Linked DNA regions of Mus musculus: region 1 is linked to region 2. A link is a contact called in public Hi-C data. All regions are on one chromosome and are shown on one strand. Each heading gives the region's core, a stretch centred on a gene start, on an enhancer-like site or on the middle of the called end of the contact. The rest is flanking DNA. Distances are from core to core; before and after follow the strand shown. Region 1 has its middle 32 kb from the start of Gm36367. Region 2 holds the start of Arpp21 (cyclic AMP-regulated phosphoprotein, 21).

Region 1 (3,212 bases), core at 382-2,881, 1.0 Mb after region 2:
ACGTTATTATTTTTCTTATTGCTCTTGTCAGTGTATATTTCACTGTCACTGGATGGGATGAGTTTAGGGTGGTGTGGGAATAGAGTGTTTATTGACGTGTGCTTTCTTGATATTAAAAACAAACCATGGGCTTCTGTCTTAAGGTCTTGGAAAAATTAGTTATGCACATGAGAGATTAAAATTTAGCTCTGATTTGCGTTTTTAAAACTAGTTCTTCAGAACTGGAGAAATAGCTCATTGGCATGTTCATAGCATATGTGGAGCTCTGAGTCCATCACTCAGCCTCATGTAAACTGGTTGTGGTGACATTTGTCTGTAGTCCCTGGATGCCAGAGGTGGAGGCAAAGGGATCAGACTTTAAAGGTCACACCTGGTTACATCATAAGTTTGATGACAGCTTGTAAAACATGAGACCACGTTTCGTTTTATACCATAACTATCAAAATAACAATGATGATATTGATGCTGATGATAATCCTAGGATTTTTTAATATAGCACAATAGTCACCACCAATTTTACTAACACCTAAAAATGTATTTAGCCATCTTGAAGTTGTATTAAGTGGCAGTTGGGCCACTGAGTACAGGGGAGGAAGGTAGAGTATTTAGGCATCTCTCTAAAGTTGGGTAAATGCACAAAGTGGCTCTATTAATAAGAAAAATAGCATTGAGGGCTGGAGAGACAGCTCACAAGTGTGAGGACATGAGTTTAGAGTTCAAACACAGAAACCGGACATAGCAGTGTAAGTACTTGTAACCTCACTGTTCCTCCAGGGATATGGGAGGCAGACAGGAGACACCCTGGAAGTTCGTGGAACAGCTAGGCTGGCATACACGATGCCAATAAGACCTGATCTCATGCCAACAACACCAGAGGTTGTCCTCTAACCCATATCCAAGGACTGTGGTACATACTCATCTGCACTGACACACATGAATACATACACACACACACACACACACACACACCACTCTTAAGAACACTGACCAAGGGCATTAGAGAAGAGAATGTTCACCCCTTCTGCACCCAGAGAAAGAGGAGTCTAGACAAGATGAGGGAATGAAAGACCATCACATGTCCTGCAGTTGCAGCTCGTCCAGTTGAGTCTCACAGGGAATCAGGGAGATTGGTTTTGGGCGTGAATGTCCCAAAAGGTCAGACACTGTGGACAGAGAGAGCCTAATCTTTTACAAAGTGCTGATAGGATCTGAGACACACATGTGTCCTTTCCTTCCTGCACATGTTTGCAGTTCAAGCTTCTGAGAAGTGAGGTCCAGAGAACGTTTGCAGTGGGCATGATGGATGAAAGAGGGGGTATCCACTGTCTTGGTAAAATAAGAGCATGGTCTTCAAAGCCATGTATACCCTTGATGTGACATCTAAGAAGAGTCCTTCCTCTTGGGTCCTGGCTTTCGTCCCTGGTGTCCTCTGGCTGTCAGGTCATCCATCTCTCTGCTAACTAGTCAAGACTTCCTGTTCATCACATCTCTCAAAAACAGACTCAAGCCTTCCCTAGTTTAAAAATATCTTCCCACCACCCACATTTCCTGCAGTTACTGCTCTCTCCTCCTCCTCCTCAGACCCAGACTTCCCAGACAATTATCCACCCTGCATTCTCCATATGTTCCCGCCCACACACCCCTCAGTTCACACCATGTCGTCTTCAAGCCCATCCATGGACGTGAAGAAGACACAGTGATCTCCGGGGGCCTCTCGGTTACATCCTTACCTTACTGGAATCTCAACACAGGTGAAGGTCATTTTCTTCCTCTGGGGTCCATCTTGGGCTCTCTGAACCCAGTGGTCTACCTGAGATGCAGTGAGTTTCCCTCTCACACTCCTTCTCCCACCAATCACTTCACAATCCTGACATCCTATAGAGGTCATCTTTCATGTGAGGAACCGTTCCCACTACCTTACCAAGCAAATATCTGCATATCTTATCATTCTGGCTCTCTCTCTCTCTCACTCTCTCGCTCTCTCGCTCTCTCGCTCTCTCGCTCTCTCGCTCTCTCTGTGCATGTGTGTGTGTGTGTGCGTGTGTGTGTGTGTGTGTGTGTGTGTGTGTGTGTGTGTGTGTGAGAATGCATGAGCATAGGTTGACCTAGCGGTTGTCAGGCAGGCTAAACTAGCTGGATGGTGAGCCTCATGGGGCCTCCTCTGGCTGCTCAGCACTGAGATCACAAGTGAGCACTACTATACCTGGCTCTTCGTATGAGTTCTGAGGAATTGAACTTAGGTCCTCAAGCACATTACTCACTGAGCCAGGTCCCTGGGCTGGCATCTGTTTCTTGGATCCACTTTCATCTTCATTCCTCTCACCCCCTCAGAACTTCAGTATGCGTCCCCCCACCCCCAGAAAGGAGAGATTTGCCTGAAATCACAATTAATCATGCTGACGGATAGTGACCAGAGGAAAGAGCCCAGTATGGCGGTATTTCCTCTCTACCTGATCCAGGAAAGTAAGACATTAATAATGTAAGTGTCATTCATCATCGCTGAAGGAAATATCAAACATGTGCGGCTCCTCTAAGCAATTTTGTTTCCATTGGCAGGATTGCAAAAACAGAAATAAGATCCCATGAGTGACCTCAGAAACCCCTTAGAACATAGTCTGTCTAATTTATAAAACAAGGAGCGTCTAACCCTTCCCATCTCATCCAAGTATCAGAGGGAGCTGGTGATGACTGAGGCTGTGGCTTCAACTGTCAGCAAGAGAGAACAACATCAGACAAGACAGACACACTCCCTAAAATCATCAGCCTACAGGACTGATGCACAGATGGCAGAGCCTGCTCTAGGAGATGAAGGGTACCTCACCTCACCTCACCTCATGAGAAGTTACTGATAGATTCTTATCAGCCCTATAAGAAAATGAAAGTGCTGTTGGAACTGTCCAGGGTGCTAGGAGCAGGACAGGGCCAGGGGAAGACATTTGCATGCTATTTGCCTATTGCTTTTCTATGAATGTTGTCAGAGATCGAGAAAAAGCGAGATCTGGTTTTCACATCACACTTCATGGCTGAGACAGTACTCTCTGGCTTGGCCTTCGCGACAGCTCACTGAGATATCCGTAGACAAACATATTCTCTGCTGATCGATGTGAGAGAAGTCAAGCTCACAGAGAGTTACAGAAATGACTCTTGTTCCAAGAAAAGACTTCATCATACACCCAACACCATTTGATGGATCCTAATTGTGCTGTGTGTCC
Region 2 (3,069 bases), core at 258-2,757:
TAGAAAGATAAATGAGGGACATTTCACTCAAAGTTAAAGGGAGAAAATAACACAACTATTTCACCAAGTCCATCTAAAACCTCCAGATTCCCTTAGTTGTCACAGCTCTGGTGCAAAGTTTCAAGTTTATGACAGAAAAATCAACCCAAAATTCCCACAGCAGAAATTCAGATTATCACCATATCTGAAGCTGGTGGTAGTTTTTTTGAATCTCAGAATGTTTCATAAGGTCCAACCCATCTGCCACAGCAGAACAATGATTCAGGAATTTGAAATTAAATCTGCATTCATTACCCAACATTCTCACAGCCTATATTAAAAATAGTAGACACACAGGAAGTCCCCAGTTAGCATCTCCTCTAAGTTTTCAGAAACTCAAATTATTGAGTCTTCTTTCTAAGAACCAGCAAAGACGCTGAAGGAGCATCTAACCAGCTATTCAGAGAGAATTCTCTCATCCAAACCGATTGATTTCCATCGATAAGCTATAAGGACCCGATTCAAAAGACCACCTCTGCAGCCCGCTTTACCTTCCCACTCCCTTCTGCTCTGCAGTCTCCACAGCAGCACAGGGCTCTGTCTGTTCTCGGGCTCCTTTCATTGCAGAGTGAGATGCCCACTCCTTCATTAAACAGCGTTAAAAAACAGACTGCAAGGAACTCCTCAGTGCAGCACGCTCTAACAGGGTGATTGCTACAGTTCTCAAGTAACCACACTCAACTGAGATCTATGACAAGCAGTCACTGAGAGATTGGCAATGTGCAAATCTAATAAAACACACACACACACACACACACACACACACACACACACACACACACACTTGTCTGGGTCTGAACTGAATTACCAGCAAAAAGAAATCACCATATAGTGAATGAAATTAAGTCACCAAGAAACCTAATGGTATTCCCCGGAGGAGCTGTTTAAGTTTCTTTAAATATGCCTCATCCAAAGTACTGTTAAATAAGCACTCACCGAGAGGAATAGTTACTTTGTCATTCGGACGACATAAATCATACCCGGAAAGGAGAAACTAAGACATGTATAATACAATGGTCTAAAGCAATGCCTTTAAATTTACACAGAAACCAAATCATATTAGCACAGACGAGCATAGCAAGAGATGATCTTTTCCCAATCTTTGAGAATGGAAACATGTATCACTTTAAAAAGACATCTAAATGTATTCTCTAGAAATATAAAAATAGCCTGCCAGTCAAAGCGATTAGAAAGCAAAGGAAGATGAGGACAAAGGACACTGAGAATCAGACATAAGCAGGTACATACCTTGAAGGGCTACATAACCCCGAAGACAGGGTCTCTCATGTTAAGATCACTCTGCTATTTGAAGGAAGCATAACTAGCCCTAGTGCCTTCCAAATGACTGTCTTTCATGAAAATGACATTAGCTAAAATGCCACTCAGACATCAAGCCCTATAGTAACATAATCCTGAAAGAGAGGGTCTACTTAGGCTGAAGAGCATATCAAAGGCTCTCTGATTTTCACAGAATTACAAAAAAAAAAAAAAAAAGGAAACAAGAAGTGCCTCCCTGCCTGCCCTGTCTACTTTGCTGCTTACTTAAAGCAGTAAACTGCAGAGTTGGGTTCCAAGGCAGATGAGGAAAGGGTGGGCACAGTTTAGATTTATTCTGCATTGGAGCAAAATTTGAAAAAAAAATACAGATTCATTTCCATTCTAGAGACTGTCATTCTAGCTTGCAGAAGCTGCATCCTTTGAGAAGGCAGAGAGCGAAATGATGGTCTCCATCTGCAACACGTTCTTAGGGGGACCATTTCTAGCAACCTCACCGTACACCTCCCATCCCGCCATGACATTACCTTCCTCATTGCTTTTTTTTTTTCTTAAGACTTAGGCTCCAGTCTTAGTCTGTGTCTGTAAAAGGTGATCAAGCTTTGAATTTAATACATCCGTGACATCCATGCTAAGCCATGTAATTTCTCTTCCGAAGAAACTTTTTAAAACACTTGCCTGATACAGATCCAATCCTACTATCACATTTATCACCCGAGACAGATAACGTTACACCAGAGGCTGTCATGGAAATGACTTCAAGATTTAAAAAAAATAAAGCAAAAAATTATCCTCCTCTCCCTCCCTTCTCCGACCTCTTGGGACCCAGGACCTCTGTGGTAACTGAGGAAAGTGACAAGTTTTCAACTGAAACAAGAGAATGTCCAAACTTGGCACCATAAAACCCATATAAAATTACTGGAAACTTCTGTTACAGAAAGCATCGTCCCTTTCAATTCCCTTCCCAGATTTCAATTTCTGCCTGCTTTGAGGGAAAGAGAGTCCACCCATGCCTTCCGCCGAGACATAGAAACAAGATAAACAACACAGAAACGACAAACAGGTCAAAGGGAAAGCACAGATAGATGGTAGAAAGAAAAAAAAAGGGGGAGGGGGCAGCAGAAGCAGAAAGCCCCAACAGCCAGACACAAAGGGCTTGTGATGCTCATGTCGGAAGACTTGGCTCTTTACCTGAAGGAACAGTGGAGTGACCCAGCGTCCCGGGTGCCTTGACTGACTGGATTTCGTTTGGGGCTTTTGTGAGTAATTATTGTTTCTCAGTGAATGCTTTGGTTGGGTCAGTTTGGTTTGTGGCTTGCCTTTGTTGTTTGGTCGATTTATTTTAACTGCTAGCAAAAGGAGCCCTTGGCTTGGAGGCAGGGGTCCTCGCGCTGCCCAGGCACAGCGCTGGTGGGGAACGCGTGGCTGCGGCTGTTGGACTGTCACCGCTCCGGACGCTTGGAGGTCTTCGCTGCTAGAGAGTCTGTATGTCACCACAGGCTGCTGAGCTCCTGTCTGTCTATTTGCCTGTCTGTCAGTCTGTCTGCTTCAGGAAAGGGGTTGGGGGTGGTGTCCAGGCTTTGCTCTGCTCCTCTCTCTTGGGAGTAGCCACCTTCTCCTGCAGCCAGTCCTTGCGCTGATCTGTCCGCCCCTCTGCGACCTGTGGTCCCACCAGCAATGCGGGAACCAGGTGACTGTCGTTGGAGCCCGCAGCGTCTCTGCTACTTTGCTACTTTGCGCTCCGGCCACTTCCCC

What was found. A called contact is a pair of places that touch in the nucleus more often than the background predicts.
Region 1: a contact with region 2 is called in a Hi-C map of cerebral cortex, with 5 times the contacts expected there. The contact joins the enhancer-like site here to the promoter of Arpp21 in region 2. A contact is called at or near these places in 4 of 39 promoter capture datasets (embryonic stem cells, hippocampal neurons and liver), 1 of 484 Hi-C or Micro-C datasets (cerebral cortex), 6 of 115 datasets of contacts at active chromatin or transcription factors (VIP interneurons, embryonic forebrain, embryonic hindbrain and 3 more) and 3 of 9 other capture datasets (adipose tissue, liver and macrophages).

Annotation. Positions count from the first base shown.
Region 1 is chr9:113,262,235-113,265,446 of GRCm38.p6, forward strand. No RefSeq gene overlaps it. Among named protein-coding and RNA genes, the nearest start is that of Gm36367, 32 kb to the right of the region's middle. Within about 2 kb of position 1,632, at least 3 of the 459 cell types and tissues checked have an H3K27ac peak or open chromatin away from gene starts, as enhancers often do. A contact at or near this core is called in cerebral cortex, where this site is marked.
Region 2 is chr9:112,231,805-112,234,873 of GRCm38.p6, forward strand. Arpp21 (cyclic AMP-regulated phosphoprotein, 21) reads right to left here and starts at 1,508. Exons shown (of 21, transcript NM_001362020.1): 1 at 1,288-1,508. It also overlaps a transcript of 2900079G21Rik not described here.